Linked DNA regions of Mus musculus: region 2 is linked to region 1. Evidence: chromatin contacts called from public Hi-C data. All regions are on one chromosome and are shown on one strand. Each heading gives the region's core, a stretch centred on a gene start, on an enhancer-like site or on the middle of the called end of the contact. The rest is flanking DNA. Distances are from core to core; before and after follow the strand shown.

The links. A called contact is a pair of places that touch in the nucleus more often than the background predicts.
Region 2: a contact with region 1 is called in a Hi-C map of the C2C12 cell line, with 2.1 times the contacts expected there. The contact joins two enhancer-like sites. A contact is called at or near these places in 2 of 484 Hi-C or Micro-C datasets (the C2C12 cell line and the N1E-115 cell line).

The regions. Positions count from the first base shown.
Region 1 is chr4:84,454,053-84,461,857 of GRCm38.p6, forward strand. All of the region lies in intron 3 of Bnc2 (basonuclin 2), which reads right to left. Among named protein-coding and RNA genes, the nearest start is that of Bnc2, 220 kb to the right of the region's middle. Within about 2 kb of position 3,704, at least 49 of the 459 cell types and tissues checked have an H3K27ac peak or open chromatin away from gene starts, as enhancers often do. A contact at or near this core is called in the C2C12 cell line, where this site is marked.
Region 2 is chr4:84,835,280-84,843,084 of GRCm38.p6, forward strand. No RefSeq gene overlaps it. Among named protein-coding and RNA genes, the nearest start is that of Cntln, 45 kb to the right of the region's middle. Within about 2 kb of position 2,997, at least 3 of the 459 cell types and tissues checked have an H3K27ac peak or open chromatin away from gene starts, as enhancers often do. A contact at or near this core is called in the C2C12 cell line, where this site is marked.

The DNA of each region.
Region 1 (7,805 bases), core at 2,454-4,953:
GTCCTTTTTTTTTTTCCTTAATCCAACAAATATTTCTTTATAGAGAAGTCTTTATGTGGCTGAAATTAGAATGTACACGAGATAGATTTTCAAGGCCAGCAAGCACTTCCTAACCAAATCCCCCACTTCCTCTGCTAGCTAAACATAACTACTTCAAATGTGTACATCCTTTTAAAAGTTAGAAAGGAGCACCTCACATGTAATAGCAGGCAGCTGGGAAGCCAATTGGCGCAGTCAGAGAGCGCAGTTTAGAAGGCAGCTCTTTAACATTCAATAACTAAGTGGTAATTGGGCACAGAAACATAAACTGTCAAACTGAATCAAAACGCCTTTGCTTTTCAGAGAATTATTTGTAAGATTATACTAGAATTAAATTTGAACATGCATCTACCCTATGCATTCAGTCAAATTATAAAAAAAAAAAAAAAAGCTGTGCTTTCTTTGGATAAAATTAATGTCAGCTTTGTGTCCTTAAACCAGACCTGATCAGGGAAATGAAATATGTTTAGCCCTGAAATAGTTGTGGTAATTCAATCCCTGCACTCTCCTTATTTTCTTGATGACAAAGAAAAACTCCCAACTGGCAGGGCCACCTGCACTGATTACCCTGCATCCACACCCACAGAATATGAAAATGAGCCAATGATCATTAACCTTAATTTCTTCTAACATAAACCTCAGCTCTTTTTCAGTCTTGCTACTCAGGGAACTCCCCTGAGATAAAGGAAAAGGAAAGGGGGAAAGAAGGAAGTCGGCAGTGAGAGCAGCTCAGAGCGAACACAGGGGCACACATGAAAAATGGAATCCACTGGCTTTTAAAAGCCGCACAGCTGCCTTATTAAACTTCATACAGCAGAGATGCTACAAAGATAAAGAGTCTCGGGCATCACTAACTGTCCAGACAGGGGGTTACTTTCCTGTGTCAGCCTCTCTTCAACAATAAAAACAGATGCTTCCTCTCCACCATGCCTGTCACCTCTCCCATTCCACTCCTCTACCCAGACATCATTCTGTAATGGAAGTTTGCAGTTAAAGATGAGGCTGGACAGCAGGCATGCAGGTGCAGTTGTAAGATCTCCAGGATGAGAACCAAAAGGCTGGGAAGCCAGAAAAGAGATTCCAAGATGCACTCTTCAAATACAACGGAGAATGCATAGCGCCTTCTGGTCATTCACATTAAGTCTGGCCAACTGGAATCATTTTTTGTTTCAAATTGTGTAGGGGTGAGATACCGTTAGCATTACATCATCTTCTAATGGATGAGCAGATAGTTGGGGCCCTAAAAAGAAACATACCTAGGAAGAAAGCAGAGAGCCTTCTTAAATAATGGCCTCTTCAGCACAGATGTGCACACCAAGTACTACTTTCTTATGTTTGCCTACAGACCTCACTCAGTATGTCTTCAGAATGCTTAAAGAGGATAAGACAATGGGAATACAGAGCCACTCATCATGGCATCATATTCAGCTACATGTCACACTCTAATGAAGAATTCTGAAGCTGGGATAAAACAAACCTTGGCAATTATTGTGTCACTACGTGAAAGCAAAAGACCACATATATATCTATGTGTGAAGATACATAGACACACACACACATACTCAGATAGATAGATAGATAGATAGATAGATAGATAGATAGATAGATATACACACACAGAAACACACACACATATATATACATGCATGTGTGTATATATATATTTGTATGTATATGCATATACATGTGTATATATCCACATGCATATGTATATACATACAAATACACACATGAATACACACATGTATGTGTGTATACATATGAATATACACATATATACATATAGTCACATATATACACATGTATACATAGATATATAATATTTATACACATGTATATATACAAAAACACATATATACACATGCATACATACATATATGATATATATACATATACGTACTGTTTTACCATTAAAATATTAAATGCAAAGTCAGACAAATGCTCAAAGATATAACAAATGTCTAACTGAATGACTTGGAAGCAAATTCCAGAATTTCATTGCCTACCCAGGAGAGGTAACGAAAGGTACACTTCCCAGGTAGTCCTTCTTCATCTCAGAACTCACATCAAGTATCAGCCATGAGGAGAGTTAGGTACAAAAGCAAGAGAAACTAACAACGAAACACCAGCTGCAACTTGGGATTGGATTCCAAAGTCCGATTTACACCTCAGCCTAGCTCTGTGCTGCTCTCAGTTCCCCTTGTTTCTGGCTCAGTCTACTAACTCTGTGTCAATTGTTCACTGGCCACCTTTCTTCTGTTCCCTTTCTCCCTAATCAGGCTTCCAGAGGTCAATGGTCCCCCCTAGAAATGAGTACAAAGTGCTGAAGTATTCCCTGCCATGAGTCATCTTAATAGATACTCTAGTGGCGGCCTGTGGCCCAGCAGTGAGTCCGGAAAGCAGAGCTTTTAATAAAGCAGCACTTGCACACGCTCACAGCCCCATTAATTTAATACCTGCCGCTTGTTTACCAAACAGCACAGGCATGTCTCCGTGTCGATAACTTCCCAGTGACAGTGAGGCGACTGAATGTGGGCAGGGAACAGATGCACCTTTTTACGCTCTGTTAAACCATGTCACAGACTACAGCCCCTGAGCGCATTCCTTTATTTATGCTGTAGCCAGTTGAGCTAATTGTCAGAGACAGACCTGGTTCTAATTCTGCAGAGTGCCGCAACTGCAGGAGCATATGTGCTGAGGCATGAACGGTGCAGAGCTCTAAAAGGAAACGGTTAGAAAACGGAGTCAGAGGGTGGACGCATAATCTGCCAATAGACTACCCACAAAGACTTCAAAAATGTCACCTTTGCAATAGTAGATTAGGAGAGAGGGGGCAAAGGTACAGCGTTGGGAGGATTCAAAGGAACGTGAATTTGAAAGCAAATGCCTATGCACAGACAATACACCATCTGCAGAATCCACTCTACTGTGGCTGTAGTTCACCCTATGCAGGTGTGAAACACTCAGTCTCAAAGACTACCCCATAGAGGGCTAAGGGGCGACACAGTGCAGCCCAGCGGCTCTGCACAACCCCAGTAACAAACACTGCAAACACCCTAGTCCAACTCTATTAGTGACAAAAATATTTGAAAGACTCATTCATCCACCCATAAACTCTAGTGAGCTTGGACAAAGGAACTCCCGTTTATTGTTCTCCACATATCCTGTGGTATTAGCAGTGTTTCTTATTAACTGCAATACCACACTCATATTTTATCAGTAGCGAGAGTTCACTCCAGTTAAAAGTTCTTCACCCGTCATGGACATTTTTCAGCAAATTAATATCTTTTACTTGCATGACTTCTCTTCATATTACAGTTTGGGGTTTAAATGGATCATGATACTTTGCAGAAAGGGGAAAAAAAAAGACAAAAAGAGCTTAGTGTTGATAATTTTTACTACTTATGACTAAATGACCTCAACTGAAGAATAAAAAATTAAGTCATTTGTCTTATGAGGTACAGAGGACATTTTATGGTGAACAATTTAACTAATAATGGGTTGGGGCCAGTCCTTAACAAGTCACATGCTTCCATTGTCCCTTCACCCTCTGCTTATGTTTTTACCACATCCTAACAAAAACATGACCAGAACTGGTGAAAACCATACGGTTCCAACTAATGAATCACATAGTTTCCCGCAAGTACAGTAAGTACTACCAGCTGTGTGACAGTCTGACTTTGGCACTGGAACCAGTGCCGAAAAGGCAGGCCCATTTGAACGCAGCTGTATTGAAAAACCACAAGCAATGTAAGTGTGTCTGCCTGCTCGGGGCGGCTCTGTCTCTGCTCTGTCCTTAGAAAATGCCAGGCATCTTGTTTAGAAAAAGTCTCAGGAATTACAGAGATAAGGAGAAAACCCCACAAAATGTAAAAACATACTGTTTTCAGAAAATGTCACTTTGTAAAGCAGAATGCCATAAGAAAGCAATAAAAGGAGCGGATGTGGACACATACAGAGACACATGTGGGACGGGTCACATGCCTTGACTGAAGGTGGCCTATATACATGTATCTGAGTAAGAGAGGGGACAGAGTGGGCAAGGAATGACAGTAAACACGGATGCTCACCGACAGACACACTCTCTCTCTCTCTCTCTCCCCCCCCCTCTCTCTCTCTCTCTCTCTCTCTCACACACACACACACACACACACACACACACACACACACACCTGAAACCACACAGAGAAAACAACACCCAGACTTTTCAACTGATGTCTCACTAGTGACCGCATGAATTCCTACTATTTAAATTTGCCCTTCACACAAGAGTAAGTTTCACTTGTAAATCAAGAGCATTCTGGAAAAAAAAAAAAATAAAGCAACCTCCCTGGCAAGCTGAAGGTATTTTTACATGCACGCACTTTTTCTTGCTGCACACCATCATTCCCATGAATAAATATCACTGAAAGGGAGAGATATGCTCCACTTTCCTAATCTAGACGTGTTAATGTGGAAAAAGCAGAAATCGTTTTTAAGTGTCTGTTGTGACAAGGCAGTAGCTGTTACATTTCACTATTACTTAGTGATTGGTAGTAGGGTTAAGTATCAAGCTGAGAAAAACAAATACCTAGGGATATTGTTTTCCACTAAGTCTCAACTAAAAACGAATAATAACAACGGTCAAACACTTTATTTGTTGGCTAGCGTTTTAAATACAAGGAAGCCAGTGTAGGACTAACGGAAAGGTCTGCCTTTGATGTTTGCTTTTATCGCCTAATTAGCCAAACACGTTATTTTTAGCTTGTGTCAAAAAGACGCTTGGTTCAGCAGTAATCTAATCCAAAAGTCATAACAACACTACATCTTCTTTTTTTGTTTATACCACAGTTCTATGGATATTTTTTGTTTGTTTTTATGCAGCTAAGAATTGCCACATGAAGTGCAACTTTGACCCTTGGGATTTAAATTCATTCTTAGTGAATTCAGGTGCACTTGGTGAGGGCCAGGTCCAAAGCAACCGTTCATCAAATCTATCACTAGAGCTGGCTCGGGCCAGAAAGATGGCACCACACCTTCCTCAATGAGACAAGGCAAATGAGGGAAATCCACTCAGGTTTGAAAGACCACAGCTACCCATAAATAAGAACAGCACACAGAGCCACAGAGAAGCCACAGGGAGATATTAAGCTTTTTGTTTGTTTGTTTGTTTGTTTTGGTTGGTTGGTTGGTTGGTTGGTTTGGTTTGGTTTTTCCAAGACAGGGTTTCCCTGTGTAGCCCTGGCTGTCCTGGAACTCACTCTGTAGACCAGGCTGGCCTTGAACTCAGAAATTCGCCTGCCTCTGCCTCCCAAGTGTTAGGATTAAAGGCGTGCGCCACCACGCCCAGCGATGTTACACTTTTAAAACACTACAGTACTAAATCACTAGCTAACATGGAACCTCAAAGCAGAAAGTTCAAAACCAACTTATGAAAGTACATGATCCAACTCTGTCAAGGAAAGGCAAGTATAAACCAGACTTTTAATACAGTTCCTAAGAAAACATCAAAACTTAATGATTTTATGATACAGATGATGCTCATAACACACGGGTAAGCAAATAACAGCTTACATTATATACATTATACTCTTTGGTTTTAAAATGAATATGGGAGAGGAAAAAAAAGCTAGCTAGAAGCACCCTAAAAACTTTAACACTGTATGGGCAGAGCTATTAAGAGTAAACTTGCAGTAAAATTATATTAACTCATGTAAACTACATGAAGAAAAAAGTGCTCCCCCCTTTTCTATCAATATAATTTTTTTAAAAAATAAAATCTCTGGTTCTCACTAGAAGCTATACTTGAAATCTCATTACTGTAATGTATGGAGAGAAGCTTTGGGGGTGGGTTGCTGTTGTCGGTTTTGTTATTTTTTTGTTTGTTTGTTTGTTTGTTTTGTTTTTAAATCAAAAGCTGCCTTATATTCAAACATTGTTATCAACCTCTTGAGGAAAGGTTTCTGTATGTGGCTTCCTCCCCTCCCCTCACCTCATCACTTCCATGCCCAAGCATACTTTCACAATTTGGGCGACAAATGAGGCTGTGTTGATTCAGAGTTTACATAATTAATGGTCCATAAACCTAAATCTTTATCTTACAAATAAATGCAACACCTTATTTAAATAGAGCCTCTAACTCAGCACTCCGATGTTCACACTGACTCATCTTCCATGCTTCATCCCCAAATGCAACAGTGGGCCTGCAGAACACACCCCAGGCTTGGAGTACTCTACTGTTAAGTATGGATACCCCGGTTCAAACATGGATGAGATAGACAGCTTCATAAGCAACTCAATCACACATCCTGTCATTGAGAGGAGTTATTGTTACAGAAGCGTTTGAAATGACTATTGGATAGACTCCTGAGTATGTGTAGATACCCACATGGAAAAGACTACTGACCAAAAGTTCAACAAATGTAAACACAGCTTTAGTCCCTGCTTTTTTGTTTTTGTTGTTTTGTTGGTTTGGTTTGGTTTGGTTTGGTTTGGTTTTTCCAGACAGGGTTTCTCTGTACAGCCCTGGCTGTCCTGGAACTCACTCTGTAGACCAGGCTGGCCTCGAACTCAGAAATCCACCTGCCTTTGCCTCCCGAGTGCTGGGATTAAAGGCGTGTGCCTCCACACCCAGCTCCTGGTTTTCTCAACGAATACTCAGAAGCCCTCTAGGCACACAGTTCCTCAAGAGCCAGAGCCTCCCCTATTTGTCTGCTGTGTCTTCAGTATGATGGAAGCACTAGTCTTGCCCTTCTTATATCCTACCCCCCACCCCTGAGACAGGGTTTCTCTGTATAGCTCCAGTTGTCCTGGAACTCTGTAGACCAGGCTGGCCTCAAACTAAGAAATCCACCTGCCTCTGCCTCCTAAGTGCTGGAATTAATGTGTGCCACCACTGTCTGGCGTTAACAGTGTTTAGTCTTTGATCTCAAGGGGGCCGGGGGGGGGGGGACAAAACACAGACAGACAGATAGACAGATGCACATTCCAGGTCTCTTGCCTCTCCAGCAGCTCATTGTTATGACCTTTATCATTAGAGAAGACTTTTTAAAAAATAACTAACCAAGGTTGCTATGGCTATGTATGTTTCAGGAAAACAAAGAAAGACTAGGTGGAAAAGAATCAAGATTTCTAAGTCACTGTATCAGATCAATTTGTGCCAAACGGACAAAAAAAATCTGTAAAGAGGATGTTTTGTCAAAGCCCTGGCTATTGTACATTATTATCAGGCCAAACAAAACCTAGATAAATTATTAAGTTGATAAGGTTACTTGAATGAGTATTCCAAGTAAGTCAAAAACAGTGTGCACTGAGCTCCTGGTCACATTTTTGAGTATCCATTATTCTGGGGAGCTGCCATCCCACCTTGAACTGAGGCGCCATCTCAATCCCAAATTTAATTCATTTGGTAAGATGACAGGCGCATTATGCGCACGCGAGTGTGTGCGCACACACACACACACACACACACACAAATTGTGATACAAATTTTGACAACATCCAAATTTAGTATCAACTACATTTATGTAAAATCTATACCCCATAAAAGCAACGTTCGTGAGGATTCCTACTACAATACTCCAGGGGAAAACAATATAATCAGGTTTTATAGAAACTTGGTTTCTTAATACCAGCTGGTAATATTAGGGCCCTGAAGCCTGAGACCTGATCCTATTAAAATCCAGATACCAGCTATTATACCTAACATTGTTGCTTCACTCAGACTTAGCATGAAGAAGAGCCTATCTGAAACAGGCTCTATTTAATACAATGTGGTTTTAATTGGA
Region 2 (7,805 bases), core at 1,747-4,246, 380 kb after region 1:
AGACTTAAATATCTATGGTTTAGGACGAGTATTTTATGAATGGCTAGCTATATAAGAGTAGAGCTCTTTAAATAAAGATTGAGCAGTTTAAAGATAGGTGTGATTTGAAAAATCTAAGACACTTATTTGTTGAGAAATATCTATTCCATGAAGTTTTACTTGAAATTTTATCATTGACAGTTACTTTTAAATAAAAATTTCTTTAAAGATCATATCCCATTGTGGTGTATTTGTACAACGAGAACTATGTGCATTTTTAAAAATGACTCCAGCAATGCTGAATATAATTTATTTTATTAACTTATCACCATTATCTATCACCCAAGAGTGAGAGAAGCAAGTTGCTTCGTAGGTGATGGCTAGTGAATAGAGTATTCAAGGTAGGAGTAAGACTGAGAAATGAGGCATAGAAGACACAGACATTAAATCTATGGCACTGGGTACATGTGTATAGTGACCTTCAGGAGGCCTTTACATGGCCAGGGAACCTCTGGCTGTTGAGGATGAAAAGTAATGCAGCTGGGAATTATTGTCTTAGGAGTCTAGACCATAAACAAATTAGAGCTTTACCCATAATTGGCTCTGACTGTCACAGACAGGTGCAAATTCTTTTGTATAGAGAGAAAATAGCCTTATCTCCTAGACAGCAAATGTTCATCAACTTCAAATTACACCTCAAATGCTGCTGGTGTCTGGACCATTGATGGATGAGCTAGGTCTTTCCAGGTCTAATGCTGAGTAATGTAAATTAGATTCTCCTGAGTTACGGCTAGTGCAGCTGGAGGGCACACAGCCCTTGCCAGGGCATATCTCAATGCCAACTTCTTGCCAATGTTGTTAATAATATTGGAGCCTGTACATGTGTCACTACTCTCAGCTTTATTAGTGACAATACTCTAGCCCCCCTTTAACTTTTTAAGTTTTGAATAGTGTCTAACTTTAGTTCCATCTTGACTTCAGAAAGCAAATGCTAAATGGTGAAGCGTGCATACAGCTTAGCTTCCTACAACATAGTGGCAGGTAGATCCACTGACTTCAGTCTGAGCTGTGCTCATTGTGGCTTTGTGTGTGATGAAGAATAGACAATGTGGAGAAGGGGAAGAAATGCCAGAGCAGTGTTCTCAGCCTTCCTAATGCTGTGACCATTTCCTACAGTTCCTCATGTTGTGGTGACCCCCACCCAGAAAAATATTTCTATTGCTACTTCGTAGCTATAATGTTGCTACGGTTAGGAATTATAATGCAAATCTCTGTGTTTTCTGGTGGTCTGATATGACCCTGTGAAAGGGCACCCAAAGGGGTCATGGCCCACAGGTTAAGAACCACAGTGATAGGTTATTCTAGTAAGAGAAGAAAGTCGCCACGAGGGAAGCCTATTTCCATTTCTGTCTATCTTAAGGTATATGGATACTTATCCCTGAACCAGAAACATGGCGTTAGTCATGCAGAGAGAAGGGATAGCACTGGAGCCCATGCTAACCACTGGCCGTGAGTGAGAAAGGACCAGAAGGAAGGCAGAAGGTTCTTCTGCAATAAGAGCACACAGAGGATGAAGATTGCAGTTGAGCAATATGCTTTCATGCAATGAAAATGAGAATTCACAAAGTACATGAATATCAAAACAATAAAATATTATTTATAACTCTCAGAACATTCCACAAAAGTTTCTTTTTAACCACAACAATTCAGTCCAGCTACTCTTTGTGCTGAGTATAGCCTTGGTAGAGATCAAATACAGTGTTATAATAATGAAAACAGTTTTTACCACTCAAATTATATCACATATGCTTTATTAAGGTTTCTGTTACCAGCTTCCAAGTTTGTCTCCCTGGCTGTCTCATATACAACTCAGGAGGGGAATCTCGGGTACTCCGACTCACCTGGGTATGCTAACCACTAGAGGGCAACATTGGCCACACACTTATTCTAAGGCTCTTGTGGAGGGCAGAGTAGCTATAGAATGGGCTTCTATACACATAATTAGGTTTTATTGAACAACCAGTGTGGATGGCAATATTGGGTTTTGTGATGTCCGTGTATATGATCACATACTAAAAAGGAGTGGTTGTAATAATACGTCCACTATGTTTGAACATCGTTTTGCAAATGGTCCTTGAATATCAATGACTAGACAATGCACCAATCTTACAATGATTACATCACAAATAGATTCAAATATGGCACTTGAAAACTGTCCAAATGGTAAGTAGAACTAACCAGGGAGTCTGTTCGGCACCTGAATCCTCGAAGGACAGACAAACCTGATTTTCTTTGTTTTACAGCATTTTACAAATTTTTATTATGAAAGGTCAATGATGTTTTTCTCCTATCATAGGAAAATCATCTCTAGTTCCTTACTAAAACACAATTATTATTAGAGGTACAAAGTGGAAAGTGGGTTCTTGTAGAACTATTCATCTTTCATCTGTAGGATTAAGATTATTTCTAATTCACAGAGAACATAATATTAACTGGTTAGTATGTTAAATATCTTCTGAATTCACTCAGGAATTTACAAAAGAGTTTATAATTTTGCTGACTGGCTTCTTCCATTTGCATAAAATGTATGTCACAAATATCAGCTAGTATTTATTTTTCATTTCCTAGAAACTTTAGAAACTCTGTAATGTTCTTGGTTTTTAACAAACAGCCGAAACAGTCTTGGAATATTAATATGACATCAGAAAAATCCAACCATTTAGATTAAGACAATATTTGGTTCATATGTTCTTTAAGCATCAAAGATAAGATGAGGAGCCGTGAAGACTGACAGCTTTCCAGTCGGGGTTGATTAAATTAAGCTCGTTTTGGTAACTAGGAAATGAAGAAACTAGACCACATCAAATAAATAGTCTCAGTTAAGGACAGTGCAGCGGTGACACTGGACAAATGTCAGATTAAGCAGATGCTGCCATCAGTCCATTTGTTGTCATGATTGTAATGTGGCAACTGGCTCCAGAGACAGAGGTATTCTGAAGGAGAGCTTCCTGGGATGGCACTTTTTGTTGACTCCATAAATGAGTATGAGTCATAGTGATGAGGGGATACTGGCTGCCACACCCACAACTGTCAAAGCAGAAACCAGGGGAGAAGAAACCACCAGAGTTTTATTTCTCTTTTGAAAAACAACAACACACACAAATTCCTTAAATTTCCCCTTAAATTTCTCAGGTCTTCTCTCTCTCTCTACTCTCTCTCTCTCTCTCTCTCTCTCTCTCAAAGGGAATTCGACTTCTACTTCAAACATATGTTACAGGCTTTTAAAATATATTTAGAATTTTATTTATGACACACATACCTTAGGTAGCTCAAGAGACCAAAATTCCATCAAGTAAAGAGGTGAACATTCATTACATGACTTCTTTATTTAATTATGAAATACAAAAGCCCATTAGTAGAATGGCCTGTTGGCCTGGAGAGAGGATGCTGGCCTGCCTGCCACGGGGTGGACCTGCAGGTTTCTCTCCTGCTCTAGCTTGCCAAGCTGGCAGGCTTTTGGAGAGCAGAATCAACCTCAAAAAGGAAAAGGAGAAAGATGTGGAATTCTGACCTCTTCGTTATCACCACACTATAAAATACACCCGTGCAAACCTTGCAAACAACAGCTATATGGGTGCCTTATTTTTATTTTATTTTTTTTAATTAGGTATTTTCTTCATTTACATTTCAAATTCTATCCCAAAAGTCCCCCAGCCCACCCTCCACTCCCCTCCCCCCACTCCCACTTCTTGGCCCTGGCATTCCCCTGTACTGGGGCATATAAAGTTTTCAAGACCAAGGGGCCTCTCTTCCCAATGATGGCCGAATAGGCTACCTTCTGCTACATATGCAGCTAGAGACACGAGCTCCGGGGTACTGGTTAGTTCATATTGTTGTTCCAACTATAGGGTTGCCGACCCCTTTAGCTCCTTGAGTACTTTCTCTAGCTCCTCCATTGGGGGCCCTGTGATCCATTAAACAGCTGACTGTGAGCATCCACTTCTGTGTTTGCCAGGCACTGGCATAGCCTCACAAGAGACAGCTATATCAGGGTCCTTTCAGCAAAATCTTGCTGATTCGTGCAATGGTGTCAGTGTTTGGAGGCTGATTATGGGATGGATATACGGGAGCCTTATAAAGTCTTTACTTATTGTTTGAATTTGAATAAAATATATTTTAGGAGAAATGTATGAAATTATAAACCTGAAATCTAGTCTGTGTTCTGCTACCAGCTGTGTGATAGGGCAGAAATCACATTAAATCACTTAAAATGCCTGTTTGTGGTGGTGATTACTAGCTTGGCCTAGCCATAGGAAGTTTCTGCAGATCAAGTAATTTGATGTTGGTGAACATTGCCACACACAGCAGAAAGCAGAGGTCCCTGTTCCAACACCCACGGTTGGTTTGGGTCCTTCCCAGAAATTACTTTCAAAGTCAGGCCTGATTGGCACAATGCACATTTCCTAGGAGTTCCCACCTACTGCTCACAAGTGTTTTGACTGCCAAAGAGCTCAAAAGGAAATGAACTCTGAAAATTTAAAATGAAGGTAAGTTATCTTGATTATCACTCTGTTAAATGATTAGCTTAAATCACTTGAAGGACGGTTCTTTCAGGTGTGCGTGATCGTGTTCATTTTATCGTTAGCAGCTTATTCCTCGGTTCAGCCTACCCATCCTGTCAGGGAAGGGTGAAGATGCAGTACTGCTTTTGCATGTGGGAAATGAAGAGGCACTTTGGCATTAGGGAAGGGTACGTGTCCAAGAGGCGAGAGGAACAAAGCCCAAGCTTAGTCCTCTGAAGCAAAACCTCACTACTCATTTTAGATAAGATTATTTATTTATGCACTTCCAAGGAAATATAGACCAGCAAGAGTAAAAATCCGTTGTTACCCAAACTTCAATTGCCCTAATGCTATTCCAAAATAGGAAAGAATTTGTAGCATCCAGATAATCTAGAGATATTTTGGCTGTTATGTGTTCAGTGAGTATTTACGGAATGTAGGCTGTGCCTGGGCCTGTTCTAGACCCAGTGATAGAAAAAAAAAGTCAAGATACTATCAAATGATGTCACTGTAGGGTGACCATCCTATAGATAACATGGAGGTAAACGGTCAGTGGTGGTGCTATATGCTACTAGTGGCATTCGATTAAAGAAACTGTGGGAAATGACAGTGAGGGTATTTGAGGAAAGGAAGCATCCGTCAAGGCTGAGATGTGGTGGGCCTGGGTGGGTGGGCCAGTTAGAACCCGTAGTCACTGCAGTTCTTGAGTTTCGTTACAGTAGATCATGGATGTCGCCGACTCATGGAATCCGTTGTAGCAAATCTTGTTTTGGAGTCTTTATGTAAACACCTAAGCACTCCATTCAATTATTAGTTGTCAGTTATTTTTTATTTTTTTTAGTAAAATTCTCTTCACACAGAATCCCTATTCTAATCACTTGTAATAGTCTCAGCCACAGTACCACATTACCTATCAAAGGTCTTTGATCAAACTCACAGGCAAACCTGCCTGTAACCAGAGCTGAGTTAGATAAGAACAGAATCATTCGCTTTCCTGTGCACAAGTTTCATATTTCTGCACACAAAGAAATAAGCATGTATTCTTCTATGCTGTCTAGAATATTGTTTGTTTGTTTGTTTGTTTTGTAAACTGGGACCTACCCCTAAAAAATACAAATGACATTTAGATCCAGTAATACGCATATCATATGATCTGACGTCCTTCTTTTTAAATGCTAGTTGTGACCTACCCAGTTGATTTTATGACACTCAGTTGATCTCCTTATGGGTTTCCATGCAGTTTGAAAATCCTTCTTTAGCATTTATAGTGCAATGTTGGACACAAATTTAGGGGTTAATTTAAAAAAAAAATAAACCCGCTTACTAATTGATTGCTTAATCAGAATGTTGCTTTCAGTTACACAGAAGGGAAAGCCTTTGAACTCAGAACCTAAATTGCTAAATAAAGGACGTCAGGAAAATTAAGGGGAGCAGGGCCATCTTTCTTAGGAATGTGACTCTTATTAGTCTAAGATCTAACCCTTGATGCCATTGGCATGGAGAAGAAACAAGGAACAAATAGTGACAGGTAGTGACACACCCGATCTCACAGCATCCTGGCTTAAAGTGTGTGTGTGAGAACAGAGTCAGACGTGAAGGAGCTGGGTGGGTATCACTCATTATTCTGGATCCTACACATCTGCTGGGTTTAGCGGCGTTAATAACCATGCCTGGAGCTCTGGGGTTATTATAAAGGAGAGTGCTTAGTTCTGAGGCAGTGGGCATGAGTGTGAGGCTGTGGCTGAAAATGGTGGATAATTTTGGAAGGCCTCACAGAGGAATAAGTTAGGAAGATAAATTGTCTTGGATGTTTCAGGCGAAGGGAGGGAGGCAGGATATTCTGTGGAACAGTGGTTTTTTAGCCTTCCTTAAGCTGTGACCCTTAAATGCAGTTCCTCGTTTTATGGTGACCCCCCATCATTAAATTATTTCATTGCTACTTTACAAATATAATTTTGCTACTGCTATAAATTGTGATGCAAGTATCTGATATACGATTCCCAAAGAGGTCTTGACCCACAGATTGGGAACCATAGAGTGACCAGCGGTAGTAAAATTTCCCTAGGGAGAGTGACAGGAAGACAGGATTCAGTGACTAAAATTTCCCTAGGGAGAGTGACAGGAAGACAGGATTCAGTGACTAAATGCAGGAGCCAAAACACCAAGCAAACAGCAGAAGATGATGTCTTATTTAATTAGATGATTTGAGATGATTGGAAAAAAGAATTCAGAAGTCCAGGGCATTAGACTTTAGAGCCTCAGTGTGACAGAATCATATATGGTGTCTCACAAAATTACTGATGCAACAGATTTAAGTTGGCTAGAATGAGACTTTTTGTCACAGGTATTAAAAATTGGCTCCATGCAGGCACCAGTCATGATGAATGTTAATCTATTAGATATAGGCAGTTTCTGATGGTATGGCAGGGACAGGAACTAGCCTTGTTTAGCCACATTATTAATGAGCTAGAAGAGGGATTCAGCAGATGATAAATAAGAAGGATTAGAAGAATAATGCTAACGGAAGGGTGAGAATACTTTTGATTTATATTCAGAAGATGACTATATTCATGCAGAGTTAATAAAACACAGTCAGCACCCAGGCAGGAGAGGCTGGAACGAGCCACGGACAAAAGAGGCGCAAGGTACAGATAGGCATAAAGTTAAATTCACCATAAAAAAGTATAACAGAACTTATTTTAATAAGTTACAAGTGAGGTGATTTTTCTAAAACAGTTCTATAATAATATAATAGACCCATGTGTCGCACAGCCCCTGGGAACTGTAGTGTATGTAACACAGAACACAGGTAATTGGTGAGAAATGCAGAATAACAATTGACAAAAAAAATCCAGTCAGCAAGTCTGCCTGGTAACGTCTCTGTCTTTTAAAATTCTTCTAAAAGGCATTTTATACCGTAATTGTGAAAGTCTTAAATTAAAATAAACTAATAAAATAAACTTGAATATTAATGCACACCTTCACCTTTCCTTGTGCATTTTAGTCAGCTGCATGGATCTGCTACGGCATCAGAAAGTAGGGGCCTTGTGAATATGTACAGGGGATATTGTTTTCTAAAGAAACTTGTCTCGTTTAAATTAATCTTAGGATGTAAGAGCCTTTTCTCATGTCTGCACTGTTTTTCTTGTTATGCATATCTTTTTCTGATTATAAAGTAGTGCTTATTATAAAGATGGTAAGATAAGAAGGCACAAATAAGTAATCTAAATTATTCATAATTCCATCATTTAGAAACCACAGAGT